4 separate regions of the Mus musculus genome follow, and regions 1, 3 and 4 are each linked to region 2. Evidence: chromatin contacts called from public HiChIP or PLAC-seq and promoter capture Hi-C data. All regions are on one chromosome and are shown on one strand. Each heading gives the region's core, a stretch centred on a gene start, on an enhancer-like site or on the middle of the called end of the contact. The rest is flanking DNA. Distances are from core to core; before and after follow the strand shown.

What was found. Promoter capture Hi-C pulls out the DNA fragments that hold promoters and counts their contacts. HiChIP or PLAC-seq counts read pairs in DNA pulled down with a chosen protein or histone mark.
Region 1: a contact with region 2 is called in a promoter capture Hi-C map of embryonic stem cells, with 2.6 times the contacts expected there. The contact joins the promoter of Phox2a here to the promoter of P2ry2 in region 2. A contact is called at or near these places in 3 of 39 promoter capture datasets (embryonic stem cells, hippocampal neurons and liver) and 1 of 115 datasets of contacts at active chromatin or transcription factors (pancreatic cancer cells).
Region 3: an H3K27ac HiChIP or PLAC-seq map of microglia shows a contact between it and region 2, with 4 times the contacts expected there. The contact joins the promoter of Numa1 here to the promoter of P2ry2 in region 2. A contact is called at or near these places in 2 of 115 datasets of contacts at active chromatin or transcription factors (microglia and pancreatic cancer cells).
Region 4: a promoter capture Hi-C map of liver shows a contact between it and region 2, with 3 times the contacts expected there. The contact joins the enhancer-like site here to the promoter of P2ry2 in region 2. A contact is called at or near these places in 7 of 39 promoter capture datasets (the C10 cell line, embryonic stem cells, hippocampal neurons and 3 more), 1 of 115 datasets of contacts at active chromatin or transcription factors (embryonic stem cells) and 2 of 9 other capture datasets (adipose tissue and embryonic stem cells).

What each region holds. Positions count from the first base shown.
Region 1 is chr7:101,816,979-101,820,314 of GRCm38.p6, forward strand. Phox2a (paired-like homeobox 2a) reads left to right here and starts at 1,335. Exons shown (of 3, transcript NM_008887.2): 1 at 1,335-1,736. The coding sequence starts at 1,520.
Region 2 is chr7:101,009,900-101,013,309 of GRCm38.p6, forward strand. It overlaps P2ry2 (purinergic receptor P2Y, G-protein coupled 2), which reads right to left and starts at 2,099. Exons shown (of 3, transcript NM_008773.4): 1 at 1,813-2,099.
Region 3 is chr7:101,968,335-101,971,411 of GRCm38.p6, forward strand. Numa1 (nuclear mitotic apparatus protein 1) reads left to right here and starts at 1,509. Exons shown (of 25, transcript NM_133947.3): 1 at 1,509-1,635.
Region 4 is chr7:101,618,911-101,622,144 of GRCm38.p6, forward strand. No RefSeq gene overlaps it. Among named protein-coding and RNA genes, the nearest start is that of Art2b, 39 kb to the left of the region's middle. Within about 2 kb of position 1,616, at least 8 of the 459 cell types and tissues checked have an H3K27ac peak or open chromatin away from gene starts, as enhancers often do. A contact at or near this core is called in liver, where this site is marked.

The DNA of each region.
Region 1 (3,336 bases), core at 85-2,584, 810 kb after region 2:
CTCATCCTCCAGGTAAAGATGCTAAATGTATTCCATTCACCACACAGCCTGGAGAGCTGGGGAAAATCCTTGGAGGGTCAATGACCTGGCTTTTCCAGAAGAAGGCAGGGACGACTCAAAGGGGAAGAAGAAAGGCACTGAAGGAGAGAGAGGGAGTCATTACCATAGTCCTAAGGCTCAGCATCCTACACAGACACAGTTACACACACACACACATACACACGCACACGCACACGCACACGCACACACACACGCGCGAGTCCAGAGGTCACAAGCTATTGGAGAGGACAACAGAGCTGAGAAGCCGGGATGGGAGGGAGTGGCCTGGACCCAGCAGGTGCAGGCTCCTGTGGCCCTCAAGACAAGAGACTTCTCAGAGAGAGAGACTTCAACCCTGCAGCCTTCTCCTCTAATGCCTTGCCAACCCCTCCCACCCCCAGCCTCTCCACCACAATGTCTTGGTCGCCTTCGGTGCTCTGGTCACAAATCCCAGCTCTCGGGGATGTCCTTTCTCTCCACTCATCGGCCTCTGTTTCGCTGGTCTGTTTCTGTCCTTGTTAGCCTAAGGCCATCCTGTGTGTGGTCTCACTGTGATTGTCTCTGATTTGTTTCAGCCTTCTCTGCAGCTCCATCACAGCCCTGGTTGCAGTCCACGTCCATGTTCATCCGTGTCCCTCTGTCTCCATGCCTGTCTTTCTCCATCCTGCTGGCCTCCTCTCTCTGCCAATCTCCATCTCCACCCCTGCCTTTCTCTTCTACCGCTTCATCCTTGTCTTCCCTTACTTCTATTTCGAGGTCTGACCCCTTTTCTCTAGTCTCTCCATACCCACGTCCCCTCCTTGTCCCTGTCCCAGGCTCCTGTCTCTTTCTCATCCCTGTCTCCATCCCCCTCACTCTAGGGCAGCCTCGGCAGTCCTCGCAGGGATAGGACCTAGCTGGGGGCGGGGCTGAAGGGCCAGATCGGAATAATTCGGTTATCTGGGAGAATTGAATTAACTTCTTCACACCAGCACCGCGGGGCCTGCCTCCCTAGCTTCCACGGGGCCGCAGGTGGGAGGCCCAGGAACGAGGTCGGGACCCTCCTGCTGGGCATGTTGTGTAGAGATCGAAGGTCTAGGCCGGATTGGGACAGGATAAGGGACTCTCGGATTGGGGTCCCACGATGCTCCGCCTGCACCTCGGGAGCCCTAAGAGGGAGGCCCTTTGGGGTGGGGGACCCGAGGTGGCTAGGGGCGGGGTCTGGGCCGCTCAGGCCCCGCCCCGCGGAGCTCGCCCCGCCTCGCCCCCTCCGCGGGGTCCTGCGCGTTAAAAGGCGCGCGGGCTGGCAGCACTGCACTTGCGTTGCACCGGGGCAGAGTGCGGGCCGCGACGGGGCGGGCGGACTCTCGGGCGCTCAGAGCCGGTCTCAGGTCCTCTGCGCCTGGAGCTCGAATCTCCATCCCGAACTCCACCCAGCCCGGGACCCCGACCCCAACCAGACCCGGCCCTGCCCGGCCCCCGCCCCCGCCCCCTCGGGCCGATGGACTACTCCTACCTCAATTCGTACGATTCGTGCGTGGCGGCCATGGAGGCGTCCGCCTACGGTGACTTCGGCGCCTGCAGCCAGCCTGGAGGCTTCCAATACAGTCCCCTGCGGCCTGCCTTCCCCGCCGCTGGGCCACCTTGCCCCGCGCTCGGCTCCTCCAACTGTGCGCTTGGCGCCCTACGCGACCACCAGCCCGCACCCTACTCGGCAGGTGAGCGCAGTCCCATCCCAACCCTACCTCCAAACCCCACCTCCAAACCCCATGAAACCCCAACTACCTTTCCTACTCTGCAAGTAATTGTGACTGAACCCACAAGCCACCCCTACCTATGCTGCTGGCTAGACTCCTCCAGTGTACTTTGAGACCCCCGGTAATAGGAGTTTCTTCTTGGCAGGGATGAGCCGCACCCTCTTGTTCCAACGGTTCCTCTTTCTCAATGCCAACCCCCTACCCTGTGCCTTTCGTATCAAAGAAACAGGTCCAGTCTTAGGCCTCTCATTAGGCCTTCCCCTCCCCACCTACAAAGGTGACCACCAAACCTCTCCATTCCCAGAATCCTCAGAATTGGCTTCCAGCTCAGTCCAGCCAACTCTCATTCTTACCACCTGTGTCTTGGGTGATGCCACCCTCAACAAAGATCCCTGCTGCCGCTGAGCTGCCCAGATGGCATCCTTCCCCCAGCCTTGATTCCTTCTTTCCAGCCTCACCTTGCCCTGTCTTAGACCTATCCTGCCTGGGCCCAAACCTTACTGCACCAGCAGAAAACAAAAAACAAAAAAACGGGTCCCATAGCCACAGAAAAGGAGCCTCTATCATTTGGACCACTTTCATTCCCACATTCCCTCCCATCCCGGACGACAGCCCTTGAAATCCCAGGAGCAGATAGATCCTCCACCCTCGAGTCCTTTGATCCAAGCAAGTCCCAGTCCAAACCCTCAACGTCATTTAGCCTTTTAGGTATCCCTATGCCTTCTGTTAGTGTCCCAGCATGCCCCACCCGGCTTCCTCCTTTCATAATCCCCCCACCCCCAAATATCACTGGAACCCGAAAGGAGGTCTGGGGTTTGTTGGGGAGATAAATACCTTAATTTAGAGAAATAATGACCTTTAAGAGGCGGCCGTAGACCAAAATGGGGTTAGGAAGACTGGTGGTGCTGGGCCAGGCCAGGATGGGGATCCCATAAATGGGAACAGGAAATAGGAAGATAGGACCCTTGAGAAAAGGGTCTGTGAGACTGTGGATGGGATAAGGTACGGAGAGATGGAAACACAAATGGAGACCCTGAGAGGAATGGGTGCATAGTGTTGGAAAACAGAGATAAGAACCAGATGGTGGGAACACACATTATGGAAGATGGACACCAAACGAGCCTGAAAACAAATACTCGAGAGGGAAAGAAAGATGGAGTGCAGAAGAGAAGAATTTGGGAAGATGGGACCCCATGAAAAACATGGAAATTTAAACCAGACTTAGATACAAGGATTTAGAGATGGTGTCTGCGTCAGGTGTTGGAAGATGGTGAGGGAGGGGCTGGGACAGGACTTAGAGGAAGTGGGACAGAGGTGACTGAGTGGGAGAAAGGGGACAAAGAAAATAGAAAAACTTGAGTAAGAAGGAATAAGAAGCGGTCTTCGTGGGCACAAAGAACAGTGGATCCAGAAGGGGAAAGTTGAAGAGAGGCTCAGATGGAGGCAGGGGAGCGGAAATACCTAAAGAATATGGACCAGGGAGGAGAGGCAGGACTGAGGGGGGAAAGCTTGGGAAAGAGAGACATGGGCTGAGGAGATGGGGTGAGGAGAAAGGGAACCC
Region 2 (3,410 bases), core at 849-3,348:
ACTCCCCGGCACCTGCTATGTGCTCCATCTGTGCCAGATAATAAGGACAAAGTGAGAAAGAGATGGCCGGGCTTCATAATATAACTAACCACCTTCTCTAGAGAGTAAGGAGGGTCTTGCAGCCATGTTCTTCCCATTAGGCTCTTCTGATGGCTTAGGGACCCAAAGGCATCTCAGGAGGAAACTATAGGTTAAAGGGTGCACAGACAGGCTCAGGGAAGGCAGTTAGGAGAGAGAAGAGATGCATCAGAGGGCACTTCTTAGTTAGCAGGTCAGCAAGATCTTCCTGGTCCTGTGAGCAGACCTGGGGATAATGGTGGTCATCCCATAAACAGCTGGGCAATTAGGCCACAAGAAAGACCCAAAGAAAGGCTCCTGGGGGCAGCCAGGCATGGTGGTGCTTGCCTTTAATCCTAGAGTTCCAGAGTTAGGCTATGGACAGGTCTCCGCGAGTTGGGGGTCAGCCTGGTCCATAGACTGACATCCAGGACACAGAGTGAGACACTGGAGAAATCAAACTCCCCTCAGCCTAGAAATAAGTAGCACTGCCTCATCCTGAAACTTTGGCCCTGGGCAGGGAGGCCTCAGCTGGGGCAGGTAAGCGGAGTCCCAGGTTTTATTTATGTAGCTTTGTGACCTTAGAGAAGACATTCTCCAAGCCTCTATTTTCTGATCTACAAAATAAAGGCAATAGTTCCTTTCTCATGGGGCCTTTAGGAGGAAAAGATGAGGGATTCTTATAAACTGTAACAAGTAACAGTTCAACAACATTCCAATAGTAGCATAAGCACTTCTCATTAAGAAGAAAGACTACAGCCAGGAAATTAAAGAACTCCTGGTGTCACCCATGAGGCCTTGGTGACATCCTCACATGCTCATCTGGTGCCTGGGGTAGGTGGGCAAAAGGGATCCCGGAAAGGCCACAACCTCACTCTGCATCTGGGCAGCCATTTCTGAGGATTACCCAGTATGCCAACCTGCCCATGTCCTCAAAACTCTGGAGTATCCAAAGCATGGAAAAGGAGAGGGGCAGACCTCCGCAGCAGGGCTTGTCCCCAGCCCTCATGCAGGACCCACACTGGCAGCAGTGTAGAGTCTGTTCAGAGACTCTCCTTCCTCCCACTCCCACCCACAGATAATTGCCACTTCCCTGCCGCCCCAGCCTGATCTTCAAAAGCCACTATTCCAAACTTGATCCAAAACAAGGCTGCTGACCCAGGGACTCTAGGGATGCCATTCTGAGCACAGCAGTCACCTAGCCCTATAAATCTCCAAACTGGAAAGGCTAGTTCCCAGAAGGATCTACACTTGGGTCTAGCTCCTGGAGATCAGTAACACACACACACACACACACACACACACACACACACACACACACACTGTAGCCCTAGTGAGGTGAACACTGTCTTTCTTCTGCCTGACCCTTCATACAGCACCACCTGCCCGATTAAAAGTTTCCAGACAGATCAAAGTCTTAACTGTCCTTATATGAAATTGCACTAGCAACCCACATTCCCACCCCACCGCACCCCCCACTCCCAACCCCACAACCCCGCCGCTGCTGCCACTGCCTCCGGTTCCTCACTGACACCTCACTGACACCGAGTGAGCTACCCAGACTGACTCTGGGGAGAGTTAAGAGTCCAAGCGCAAGAAGTCTCCAGGATTCCCAGGTCTCTTAGCCCACAGACTTACGCCCCAGGGGTACACACAGACTAAGTTCAGTCACTCACACCCTAAGGGTGTGCGCATTTGCCCACTAACACACAGATTCCCCCAGTATGCTGGTAAACACACCAAGATGACACTCACCGAGATCACGCTCTAGAGGAAACAAAGTTCATCAGCGCACCGGCAGCCGGCTCTCACCGCCCAGTTTTGCGCAGTACAAGGGCTGGGAGCCCGAGCCCTCGGGACAGTCACGTAATGGGCTCTCCCTGTTTGGCGCTGACTCGACCGGCGCTCCCGTCCCCAGGCCTCACTTGGCGACCTCTCTTGGTGTCCGCTCCCCTCTAGGAAGCACCTCTCACCTCCCCGCTGCGCTGGTCCCCTCCAAGGGCTGCCGCCGCTGTTCCTGGTGCCCGAGTCCCATGCCGAGTGGCGCAGGGTCCCACGTGCCTGGAAGCGCCGCGGTCCCCGCCCTACTCCGCCCCGCTCCGCACCCCATAGCCTGGCTGTGAGCAGGAGGGCGGGGCAGACTCTGGGCAGACGCCGGAGCCGCCCCCAACCCTTCTAAACAGATGCTTCCAGTCTGCCACCCGCTTGGGGACGCGGTCGGTCAGTGTCGCCGCCGGTCAGCGTGTCCGCCACGGCTGTTGAGCAAGGAGAGGCGGAAGGCGACCGTCCTGGCTGAGCAGAGGTCACCTGCTTAGCTCACCGATTTTCAGCGACGCCCAAGTTTTACAAGGTTTGCTTTGTGCTGGCCTGGCTCCTGTCACTGCCCACCGATGGACCTTTATACTGACCCTCAGCCTTCCCTCCGCTGCTGCCCCATCCCGCGTCACTTACGGATGGACAGATGGATGTGCTTTCAGACTGCTGGTACCAGCAGAAATCTTTGCCGGCTTCACCACCTCCGTCTGCTTTTGCTCTTCGTTCAGGTCACTAACGGGTCCATGAAGTCCTGGTTTAGTTTGATCTCTCATCTTGAACTGCCTCAATTCTTCTCTCTGGCCTGCTCTGAAGACTTTCTGTAGTCACAAACCCCATTCCTGTCCTAGTTTGAGCTCAAAAAGGCAAGGACCACACCAGCCACCTCACTGCTGTCCTGTGAAGGGGTGGATGAATGAGAGGGTGTCTGCCCCCTCCCATTTCTGACTCAGGCATCTGTTAGTATAAGTTCTAGGCCACCTTTAGCACTGTAAGACACATTTTCTGCGAAATGAAGCCAGTCCTTCCATGATCCTACTTTTCGTGTCCATCCAGGGAGTCTTGGGGTGGCCAAATAAACGGACAAGTTCAGAACAAGCCTTTTCCTATGGTGAGGAGTTTGCTCTCTGCCCAAGGGCTGTAGACTTTGTTAGTTGTGTATCCGCTGACTAAAGTCCCATTCGCAGCCCCTGGAGGGGTCCAGAAAGGGTCCGATCTGCAGCCCTGTCCAGAGTGAGAAGGGTGAATACACAGAGCTGGGTGGCTGAGCCTCTCTGCAGCCTCCTGGGGCCTTTGAGCAGACACAAAGGCTCCTTGTCTAACCTCTGCTGGCTATGGGAGCTGGTGCAGGCAGCTTCCAGAAATCTAGATCTCTCCACAGCCACCCTTGTGGCTTTAGGGTCCTCGTGTGAGGGAAGTCTTTCTGGTTATTGAAATCCCAGCGGATTTCCTTTTCCTGATCTCCCTTCTGAGCCGTCAGGTCTTTTTCTGCTGCTTCCCCTAGGACCCAGGATGGATCCTAGCCTCTAGAAGACCCACAG
Region 3 (3,077 bases), core at 259-2,758, 960 kb after region 2:
AGGCTATGCTTTCATCTAGGAATCTGAGGAATCCTTGCCAGGGTTATGTAGTTAGCTGCAAGTGATTTGTGATATGTATGTAAGATAGTCACTTTGTGGCTTAGCTTCCTCATGTCTACAGTTGAGTGGTAGGGCTGGAGAGATGGCTCAGCGATTAAGAGCACCTGACTGCTCTTTCCGAGGTCCTGAGTTAAATTCCTAGCAACCACATGGTGGCTCACATCTGTAATGGGATCCAGTGCCCTCTTCTGGTGTGTCTGAAGACAGTGACAGTGTATTCACATAAATAATAAGTCTTTTTAAAAAAGTCATCTTAAAGTTGAGTGGTAATTTACCTGCTTCATAAAGAGGTGTTGAAGCCTAATGAAATGATGCCCAATAGGTCAGTAGGATGGTTTGAGGCATGTTAGTAGGTTCTTAGTAAGCATTAGCTACTATCTATTATATCCTGTTTCTTCTTCAGACCCCCATCTCCTCCTCACATGTGATTCACATATGCCATGTACTTTCTTCCCGGTACAGTTGCTCCTCCTAGTTTTGTCTTGTTTGAGATAGGCTGTTACTCTGCCTTGGCTGGGCTGGAACTCTAGTAGTGAGTGGATCAGGCTGGCCTTCTGCTCCAACCTCCCACTTGCCAGGACTGTAAGCACACAGCACCATGGTGGCTTTGAGTCTCCTGCTTTTTGTCAGCTTCTTTCTCCTCAATGCTTCTCATTCCTCTTTTAACTATTCTCTACCATCCGTGTCCTCAACACCTTCCTATCTATTGGGTAGCCTCCTAGCTCACCTTGCTGCCAGAGAACCATTTTGTCAGGTTAATCTGGCTCATACCACAGCTCTCTGTTAAAACCATCCCAGATCCTTTATTTGAATCCTTGAAGTTCAAGATTTCCCAATTCTGACCTCAGTTCACCTTTGACACCTGGTCTCTCACTGCTACCACACCTTTCTGCTTTCTTCTCCCTTTCCCGAGAGGAAAAATTTGATTTTGTGCTTGAAGATCCAGATTAAAATATTACTTCAGTTTTCTAATCCTTCCCTCATCTAAACTGGTTAGTTTCCTTACATCTTTTATATGAGTTAACATGTACCATCTTGGGATAAAACTTGTAGTCACTTCTGATCTGTGGAATTGTAACCCTAGCTCAGACGTTGGGTATAATTCTTGTATGGGTATTAACAATATTTAATAGCAATACATTACACATACTTCATTAAATGTTTCTAGTTGTAAAGTGAGGGAATTCCTTTAACTATCCCAGGAGGTGTCCAGTGGGTGGCAACGCTGTCGAGATCTTGTCTGAGTGTGACATTTCTTTTAGTCATATAGTTGCAGCAGACTCTGAGGATGATGAGTCCCTGTGCCTGTTGAGGGCTCTAGCCAGCGCCTGCCATACTCAGAACTGTGCCTTGGCCCCTCGGCCCCTCCCCACAAATGCCCACAGGAACAGCGGATTAGGTTCTGGCAGCACAGCTGGGATTTTGGCGGCCATTCCAGTCAACAATAGCGCAGCTATCGGGACAGAAGAGCGAGGCCTACGCTCCGCGGCTAGAAACTGCCTGGGCCGCTCGTTTGGGTGGAGGAGTGGGAGGAGCAGGCACACAGCATGGCATCTTGGCCTTGCTACGCAGAAGGTAGGGGCTGAAGAGATTCCCTGCGGAGAACAGGCTAGGGTGGCCAAGTCCTAGGGCGGGCAGGCGGGCGGGCAGGCAGGGCGCTCTGAGGAGGCCTGCGCTTTGTGTGGCGGGGAGCCGGCGGGCGGCCGTGCGCCTGCAGACACGCCCCCCTCGCCGCGCCGCAGGAAGCTGCCCCTGTACAAGGCCTGCGCCGTGCGGCTCCCCTGCGCTCGGCTCCCAGGCTTCCTCTGCGCCGGGCGCCTTTCCCGCCAGGGGCTGGCCGTGGGTTCGGCGGCTCTGGGCCTGCCCGATAGGGCTGGTCTCGGAGGTGGACAGGCCGTCACTGCTACTGCCTTAAGCCCTGCTGGAAAGCAGCGAAGGGGGAGTGTCCTGGCCATCTCAGGTTGGTGAGGCCGGCCACCGCGGGTGCGTTTTTGTGTGTTTACGCCACAGCCTCCAGCCCTTGCTGCGCGTGCTCTCCCTTCAGCAATGGAGCCTGCGGGCTTGCGCCCTAGCCACTCTCCCCGCCCCCGCACGTCCTGCTCAGTTTTTAGGGCACGGGCAGGCTTCACCTGGGTCCTCCTGGTAGGCGTCGTCCCCCCCCCGTCCCCCCCCCCCGAGCTCTTGGCTTCGCTGTTGCTCCCAGACCGCGCGGAAGCTCGCTGTGCCTTTAAAGAAAGCAGACTCCTGGCTGTGACGCACTTCTGGCTGTCAGCCAGGAAGATTGCTTCTGCCTGGCCGACTGAGAAGAAACCCAACAACTTTTCTTTTGTGTGTGGGGTTACTTTCCACTGCCCCCCCCTACCCCTGTCCTTTCAAGATTTAAATGCTAATGGCGGATTAAAACCTGTAGATACGTTTGGCTTTAGGAGTCCGGTAAGGCCCCCAGCACTAAGACTTTTTCTCCCTCACTCTTTCTCGGGTTAGTTTTGTTTTGTTTTGTTTTTTCAAAAAAATGGACGAGAGGGTGGGGTGGTTCATCCCCCTCACCTCCCTTTGCTGCGCCATCCTTAGAGGGGAGGGAGAGGAAAGGGAGAGCAAGTAAACACTGAGAAACAGGCGCTGGCCCTGCGCAGAGCTTGCCAACATCCGGGAGTTGGCGCCTTTCTTTCCCCTCATAGATGTCAGCGTGTTTTTGTTTGGAGGGAGTAATGTGTGCGCCTGTCCTAGAGCTATAGAGACGGCCCAGTAGAGGGCTTCCCTGTTTCCTTGTGTGGTCCTAGATGTTTTTGCGGTGTTGGACAATGAAAACGTGTCTTTTTTTATTTTTTATTTTTGTCAGCTGCCAGGGATCTGAGTGTGTGAATGTAGTGGTTGGGGATAGGTGCTGATGAACTGCCCCAGAGGGCTGTGTATGTGCGCTTGCGCAGGCACTTCACACAGTATCTGCCTGTAGGCCGCAGTCTAGTTCATGATTGCAACTTTTCTGCTAACATTTTTCCGATCATGACCTTACGAAT
Region 4 (3,234 bases), core at 366-2,865, 610 kb after region 2:
AGGCGGTAGCCCGCTCTGAATTAACTTTCAATGACTGTATAAGTGGGGTCAGGGTTCCTTTTTCCAACACAGTTATCTCATCGACCCGATTTTTTAAATAGCCCTGACAAAGTGAAGTGGAGTCTGTCATAAATCCCACTCATAAATAACATGTGGATCTGTTGCTGGGCTCTTTATCCTATTTTTAGGTTGCTTTGTTCTTTGTTGTTGTTGGTGGTGGTGGTGGTGTTCTCAAAACAGCAATAAAAAGCTCTACAGAAGAGACATTGATAAAGTCCACCCACCTTCTCTCTCTGGGGTGACCACAAGGCCTCTGGGGAGGTATTTAATCTCCCCTCCATGTATTAGCAGACATAAATGCTCACACAGTTCGTATTTAACAAAGCAGGTTTTAGTGATGTGGAGAAAAGTTTGCTTGTAAAGTGGAGAAAGTCAAATATAAATGCATACAGCAGTATAATCACACTGTGTGTAGGCAGCACTGTGTACAGCGGCTCTAAACCTTTAGATTGGCTAACTCATTTAATCCTCACAATAGCCTGAAAGGATAGAGTAATTTTGCTCCCAGTTTACAGATGGTAAACTTGACCAAAGGCACACGAATATACAGTAGTTATAGAGATCAAATCCAGGCAGTCAGGTTCAGACTCCATGCTGGTAAATAAATAAATGAATAAATACCAAAAACCCATGCCTATACCCTGTGAAAACATTGGTGGTGGTCATCTCAGCGATGGGCTTCCTTTCTCACACCTGCTCACTTCCTCTTCTCTTCCTTCTAGACTTCCAGGCTCTCTGCCCACTTCCTCTCGCTTTCCAGCACTCAGCACAAATCCATCATGACTTCTGGAATGGGTTGTTCGTCAGCTCTTCCCTTCCATATCCTTAACTGTGGGCTCCATGAAAACAAGGTGTGGTGTGTCAGTTCACCTTCAGACAGACGACCAAAGTGATTTCTGCCACACAGCAGGTACATGCAAGGATCCTGTCGACACAGAGCAGATTGTCGGGGAGATCCGGGAGAAGACACGGACTCAGGTTTTTTTCTTTGTGTTCCAGTATGATGAAGAAGATGGTGCTGGAATCTGATACATATCCCTTGCATTTATACATGAACTTGGCCAGCTGTGTAAGCTTGGGGTATAATTCTGAGATCCTTTCTGTAATAACTGGGTTAAACATAGCATCTCACATCTACAAGGTTATCTAGCATACATTAGATATTCGACAGTTACATGACCTTCTTGAGTATTTTTGCAATAATTAGGTCATTTTTAATATGTATTGATTTATTTATTATTTGTTTGTTTATTGCAGTACTGGGGGATTGAACCCAGGGCCTTATGCATGGTAGGCAAGTATTTTACCACTGATCTACATTCCAGCCCTCAAGTCTGCTGTACTTCTTAGGTTTTGTTCATTTGTTTGTCTATAACATAGAAGAATGACTAATTTTACATTTTAGGATTATTATTAGAATTCAAGGTGATGACGCACATTACATAGAACTTAGGGTCTGGCTGGCATAGAGTAAATATTCAGTAAAGGTTATCTGCTTAGTTTTACCTTCTGCAATGCCTGGCACAGAGTACTCTGTAAATAGGTGAGGCCCAATCTTATCTTTTTGGTCTGGGCAGAGTTTTGTCTATCTGCTTCTGGGGAGATCCGGTTTGGCTCTGCAGAGCTAGTGATGTACAGACGCCACCCAGTGGCTAAGATCTGCCACTGCACATCAGCTTCTGGTAAAATTTCCCGGCTACATTGATTCCTTAAGGATACTCTTACCTGTACATTTCCTTAGGAGACCAGAGACATTGGAATCAGAGAGGAAATGAAATTGACAGTTAATTCTGGAAGGTGGATTCAACAAAACTTAGTGATAAATTACATATCCCAGTAGGAAAAGGTTTGCCAAAGACAGTGGTTTCCAACCAGGGGTGATTTTGCCCATAAGAGGACATTTGGGAATATCTAAAGACACTTTTTGGCTATCATAACTTGAGGGGGCATGGTGCATGGTGTCTATAGTCTGCAGACCAGGCATGCCGTAAAGTATTGTAAAACCCACAAGACATCCCTCATAAAAGATTATCTAGGGCTGGATAGTTGGCTCAGAGGTTAAGAATACTGACTGCTTTTCCAGAGGTCCTGAGTTCAATTCCCAGCAACCACATACATGGTGGCTCACAACCATCTGTAATAATGAGATCTGATGCCCTCTTCTGGTGTATCTGAAGACAGCTAAAGTGTATTCATATACATAAAACAAATATTTTTTTAAAAAAGATTATCTAGTCTCAAACTTGACCAAGGTCAAGCTCTAGGATGGTTGTTAGGACCTCCCTGGGCATTCTGGGCATCATAAAAAGCCATGGAAGTGCTGTCAGTGGGAGCTGCCAGTTCTCTCTCCATCCATCTCATGTAAGTGGGAGGAATGTCTTAGCTAGGAATTAACACAGCCTACAGAACTCTCCAAGACATGGGAGAGCATCTTGTAGACCATTTCTTTCATTTATATTTCTGGGCTACAGCGCATGTCTTCAGTGTTATCACTGAAAGTGTATAAAGTCATTATCACACTGAAGACATGCACAGAACATGTGTTAATCAGAAAGTCCCCAAATAAATCATGAGCTCACAGGCTTAATTAGGAGATCCTGAGACTGGGGAGCAGCAGTGGTGGCAGGGCGGTTGCTTAGCATGTATGTCTAAGATCTTGTTTTCAAGATTTACTTATCTTTATGGTGTGTGTATGAGTGTTTGCTTATGTGTATGTATGTGCACCATGTGTGTACAGTTCCTGCAGAGGTCAGAAAAAGTGTTGGATTCCCTGGAGCTGTGTTCCATGGGAACCACATGAGCCACCATGTGGGTGTTGGGTACCAAACCTAGGTCCTCTGCTTTTTTTTTTTTTTTTTTTTTTTTAAAGATTTATTTATTTATTTATTATATGTAAGTACATTGAAGCTGTCTTCAGACACTCCAGAAGAGGGGGTCAGATCTTGTTACGGATGGTTGTGAGCCACCATGTGGTTGCTGGGATTTTAACTCTGGACCTTCGGAAGAGCAGTCGGGTGCTCTAACCCACTGAGCCATCTCACCAGCCCAGACTGCTGAGTCATCTCTCTAGCCTCAAGTCCAAGATATTAGGTTCACCAGCAAAAGTAAATCTATGTGGGGCAGGAGAGATGACTCGGCAGTTAAGAGCAGAGGACTTAGGTTTGGTTCCTGTCT